Regions from separate parts of the Capra hircus genome. Here region 2 is linked to region 1. A link is a contact called in public Hi-C data. All regions are on one chromosome and are shown on one strand. The core of a region is the stretch at or near the end of the contact, and the rest is flanking DNA. Distances in the headings are between cores, read along the strand shown.

Region 1 (2,700 bases), core at 68-2,567:
CTGTTGTTTTCCTCTATTTCTTTGCATTGATCACTGAAGAATGCTTTCTTATTTCTTCTTGCTATTCCTTGGAAGTCTGCATTCAGATGCTTATATCTTTCCTTTTCTCCTTTGCTTTTCACTTCTCTTCTTTTCACAGCTATTTGTAAGGCCTCCCCAGACAGCCATTTTGCTTTTTTGCATTTCTTTTTCTTGGGGATGGTCTTGATCCCTGTCTCCTGTACAATCTCATGAACCTCCATCCAGAGTTCATCAGGCACTCTATCTATCAGATCTAGTCCCTTAAATCTATCTCTCACTTCCACTGTATAATCATAAGGCATTGGATTTAGGTCATACCTGAATGGTCTAGTGGTTTTCCCCACTTTCTTCAATTTCAGTCTGAATTTGGCAATAAGGAGTTCATGATCTGAGCCACAGTCCGCTGCCGGTCTTGTTTTTGCTGACTGTATAGAGCTTCTCCATCATTGGCTGCAAAGGATATAATCAATCTGATTTCAGTGTTGACCATCTGGTGATGTCCGTGTGTAGAGTCTTCTCTTGTGCTGTTGGAAGAGGGTGTTTGCTATGACCAGTGAGTTCTCTTGGCAAAACTCTATTAGCCTTTGCCCTGCTTCATTCTATATTCCAAGGCCAAATTTGCCTATTACTCTGGTTCTATGAAGACCTACAAGACCTTTTAGAACTAACACCCCTCCAAAAAATTCATAACATAGTGCTGGCTAAAGCGGATAAGGTAGAAATGTCTGTAGACCTCACCTTTGCATTTTATCTTCATTACACCTTCAAGAAGCAAATCTTATTACCCACATTTCAAGCGCTTGGAAACTGGGCCTCAGGGAGATTATGTGCTCCTCCTATATCAGGCAGTTAATAAAAGGCAGCGGCGGTCTCTTCATATCCAATGCCAGAGTACTTCCCAGATCACGCTGCCTCCCAAAGAAGTAACAATGAAGGGACATTATCCACGTGGCCTGTATTTTCCTCCACATTCAAACTATAAGGAAAAAACCCACCCTGCATCTTTGCATGAAGTGGCCACAAGTGTGTGTCCCTAGCGTGGCAGCTGCTGGCCACACTCTGGCTCATTCTCACAGCCACGCTGCCTGCTTAGGACATCTCCTTCCTGCTCAGATCTTCTTGTCCTGTTCTCTGCAAGGCCAACTGGAGCAGCTGCCTCTGTTCCAGGGCGGGTGTTTCGCCACATCTGGCTGGCTGATGGAGTTTCCCCTGGGACTCCCCTCCTGACCCACAGAGCCCCAGTCTGTGGAGCTAGGACAGGAGGCCCTGGGGCTTCTGATGGGGAAGGCTAGTCCTGGGGCTGACATCATTGTCCTGGCTCACATGAGAACACGGCTGCTAGCTCCAGAGAGCCTTCAGAGCAGTAGAGGGTAACGAGGAGGCTTGCAGTCACACAGACTGCATTCAAACCCTGGCCCCTCCTTTTCCCAGCTCTGAGATGGCTGCAAGTTACTCATCCTAAAACAAGGATAATAGCCCCTATCTAACAGGGTCATTCTAAGGATTAAGTGAGATTCTGCTAAATATGTAGCCAGGTGCCTGGCACTTAGTCAGTGCTCAATAAGTGGTAGCCCAGAAACAAGTGAAGGGTGAGTGCCAGATGTACGCCTTCCCCGAGGATCCCTTGGTCAAGAGGGAGCATTTGCACAGACAGACATCCGCTTGGCTTTTGGCTGGGCCACTAAGGATGGATGGAAATCACCACAAGCTCAAATGTCACCATTGGGAGAATGAGAAAAAGGCCTCTTGCAGTGGACAGAGTCCAGTGGGTGCTCAGTTTGGCAACCGACTACATTTATCCATATGGAAAAATTGCCCTTCTCTCTGGGTGGAGGCAGGGCCCAGGTGGAAGGCTTCAGGATGAAGATGGGAGGGATTACAGTCCTGCTCATCCTGTCACCAGTCATCATTGTAAAATTACGCACAACCTGTAAAGCCATACCTGGCAGCTCTGGGTGGAGTGGATGAGGGGGAAGTGTGAGTGCCTTGATTCCTCATAACATCTTTTTAAGCTGTCATGTCACAATCATTTCCTAGACATAGAAATTTGAGGTCAGAAAAGTTATGTGACTTGTTAATACCTGGCAAAGCTGGTGTCCTCAATTTGAAAAACCCTGAACAATTTTCTGCAGCCTCCCTGCAGGAGGAACTCTTCAAGAGTCACCACTTACCCACTTCTGTCTCTTTCTTCATTTCCTCAAGGCACAGAACGTGGAATAGAAAGGACCCGCATCTGTCATATGGTGGGTTCTGTTCTTTTTTCTGAAAGTCCCAACTGCAGCAAGCGAGCCCTGTCCCGGTGGGATTTCCCCACGTCTTGCCTTCCTCCGCAGCTCCCCTCCCTTCCCTTAGTCAGGATCCACAGCACCGTCCTGAGAAGGTCTTCTGATAGAAGCAGCTTTCTGGGGCTGTCCTCCCGTCCTGGTTCATGAGTGAACACAGATGTTAGTGCTACAGAGAGGCGGCAGCAGTAACGAGGAAGCTTCTTTTCAAATCTTTCTTTTGAAAGAGCTGTGTGTCTCAGATGCTGCGCCTGCTTTTTTCTAGCTCAGGGGTCTTGTGGGCGTTACTCAAGCTCCCAGCGTCTCGGTTTCTGTACATCGAGATTAAGAAGGCCCATCTCCTAGCAATCTTGTGACAGATAAATGAGGTCACAGATGTGAGTCACTTGCCTAGAAC
Region 2 (2,700 bases), core at 92-2,591, 290 kb before region 1:
TTCTGCCTCGACGTGAACTGGAAGCCTCAGCTCCCTGTAAAAGGGGAGAGAGAAATCTGGGAGAGGTGGGCAACATGAGGGGCCTCTGAGCAGCAGGTCTAATGCACAGGTGGGTCTTCCTGGACATAGCCACGTGTGTTAGCCCTTTAAGAATACACAGTGGCTTGTCGTAGTTCAGTCGTATGCAGCTGAATAGCTAAGTCGTGTCCAACTCTTTGCGACCCCAGGAACGGCAGCACTCTAGGCTTCTCTGTCCTTTACTATCTCCCGGAGTTTGCTCAAACTCATGTCCATCAAGTCAGTGATGCCATCCAACCATCTCATCCTCTGCTGCCCCCTTCTCTTGCCCTCAGTCTTTCCCAGCATTAGGGTCTTTTCCAATGAGTTGGCTCTTTGCATCAGGTGACCAAAGTATTGGAGCTTCAGCTTCTGCATCAGTTCTTCCAATGAATATTCAGAGTTGATTTCCTCTTGGATTGAGTGATTTGATCTCCTTGCAGTTCAAGGGACTCCCAAGGGTCTTCTCCAGCACCACAATTCAAAAGTATTAGTTCTTCGGCACTCAGCCTTCTTGATGGTCCAACTTTTTATATCCATACATGACTACTGGAAAAACCATAGCTTTGGTGATACGGACGTTTGTCGGTAAAGTGATGTCTCTGCCTTTTAATACGCTGAGTTTGTCATGGCTTTTTCCCCAAGGAGCAAGTGTCTTTTATTTCGTGGCTGCAGTCACTCTCCAGAGTGATTTTGGAACCCAAGAAAATACGTCACAGCAGCTAGTCACTATGTGGCTTTTAACCACTGGGTGGCGCTGCCCTCCAATTTTCCTAAGATCAAGTCAGCCTGAAAACCCTTAACCTCTGGGAACCTTGTTTAAAACACTATCTCCGTGGTGACACGTCCTTGCCCTGACCCCCTGACTGGCAGTCAGAAGGGGTCTCTCACGCTGACTTCTGAACACGAGTGTTACTCCCTTCCTTCCCCTTGCCGCCCTCCTTAGTGTGAATTTCATGGATAGACATTTCATGAAATGACACCTCCAACCCCTCCCCTGGCACAAGAGATGGGTGGGTCGGCGGTGGGAGCAGGGTAAATTAGAAGTGGTGGTCCCTGCCCTCTAGGCAGCCCTTTCAGCTGGGTTCAAAGACCTGCACTGGAGGTAAGGGACGAGCCTCTCTCCTTGGCATCACTCTTGGGAAAGTTGACCAAATAGCCACTGAAGCTGCTCGTGTTCTGTGGTTCAGATGAGAAACCCCCGCTGTAGGGTCTGGAGCGGAAGGCTCCTTTCTGGGAAGAATGCCAGCAGAAGAGGAAGCTCTGAGTGTGTGTTTAGGGTGAGCACAAAGGGGCCCATGCAATTTCTCAGTCCTAGTGTTCACAATCTGGTTGCCTTCCACCCACCAGCTTCTCCTCCTCTGTCATAATCGGAATGTAGGAACCGAGGGCTGTCCTCTCGCCCCACCAGGGAGAACCTGCTGGCCTTGTGCCTTCTCGCTCGGGGAGGGGAGCTCACAAGCTCTGAATCCCAGCTGTGAGGCAGGCCTAGCGCTGCGTCCTCTTAACATGTTAACTGGTGTGATTCTCCTAGTAACCTGTGATTGCTGGTTTCAGTCATTTCACAGCAAAGAGAAGCTGCATCTCCAAGAGGTTGAACACGTCGTACATCAACACGTGAACCTGCTTCAAATGCTCACATCTTTAAAAATCCTCCCTTGAACCTTCTGGCCCTTGACCTAATTTTGGCTTCCCCTCATAGAAGAGCTCTTGCTGGAGCTGCCTCTGTAGCGTTCTGGGCTCCCCTTCCACAGCCTCTGTTCTCCCCCTACCCCTTTGGTTGGGCTTCTATCACTGTTTTCCACTGAGACTTACTGACTCATGGATGACCTTCAAAAGGAAAAAAGTGGAAGTGTTAGTCGTTCAGTCGTTTCCGACTCTTTGCGACCCCCTGGACTGTAGCCTGCCAGGCTCCTCTGTCCATGGAATCCTCCAGGCAAGAATACTGGAGTGGGTAGCCATCTTCATCTCCAGGGGATCTTCCCCACCCAGGGATCAAACCGAGGTCTCCTGCATTGTGGGCAGGTTCTTTACCCTCTGAGTCACCAGGGAAGCCCATGACCTTCAAAGGTCAACTCCAAAGAACTTTTCTCTATTCTTCTTTTTAAAAAAATATTTACTGGGCTGTGCTGGGTCTTAGTTGCATGTGAGGGATCCAGTTCCCTGACCTGGGATTGAATCCAGGCTGCCTGCGTTGGGAGTGTGGAGTCTTAGCTCCCGGACCACCTGGGAAGCCCCTCTCTGCTCTTCCTTTATCTCTCGGCAGCACTGAGCACATTTGATAACTTTCTCTTGATTAAATGATTTTCTTGGCTTATCAGTTACCACACCCTCTGGGTTTTCCTGCCATCTCCCTGGCTACTGATCCAGTCCATCTATGTGTCACTCCTGCTCTTGTCTCTAAATGTTTGAACGCCCACGAGCCCATTGCTCATTACCTGTTCCACACTCTCCCCAGCTGACTCCGTCTGGCCCCAGGGTTTTATATACTCCAGCTTGACCATTCCCTGGCCTTCCAGACTCCCATAGCCAACTTCCTTTTCCACACGGCCTCATGGACACCTAATTAGCACCTCAAAATAAACACGGGCCAAACAGAACTCTTGATCCCCCACCTCAATTTACTATTTCCCAGACATCCCC

What was found. Hi-C and Micro-C count contacts between places; a contact is called where the count stands out from the background.
Region 2: a contact with region 1 is called in a Hi-C map of blood, with 2.9 times the contacts expected there. The contact joins two enhancer-like sites. A contact is called at or near these places in 2 of 5 Hi-C or Micro-C datasets (both in blood).

The regions. Positions count from the first base shown.
Region 1 is chr19:13,837,233-13,839,932 of ARS1.2, reverse strand. All of the region lies in intron 12 of LOC102179130 (WAP four-disulfide core domain protein 3), which reads left to right. Among named protein-coding and RNA genes, the nearest start is that of HEATR6, 39 kb to the right of the region's middle. Within about 2 kb of position 1,317, at least 1 of the 5 cell types and tissues checked has an H3K27ac peak or open chromatin away from gene starts, as enhancers often do.
Region 2 is chr19:14,124,337-14,127,036 of ARS1.2, reverse strand. No RefSeq gene overlaps it. Among named protein-coding and RNA genes, the nearest start is that of CCL16, 12 kb to the right of the region's middle. Within about 2 kb of position 1,341, at least 2 of the 5 cell types and tissues checked have an H3K27ac peak or open chromatin away from gene starts, as enhancers often do.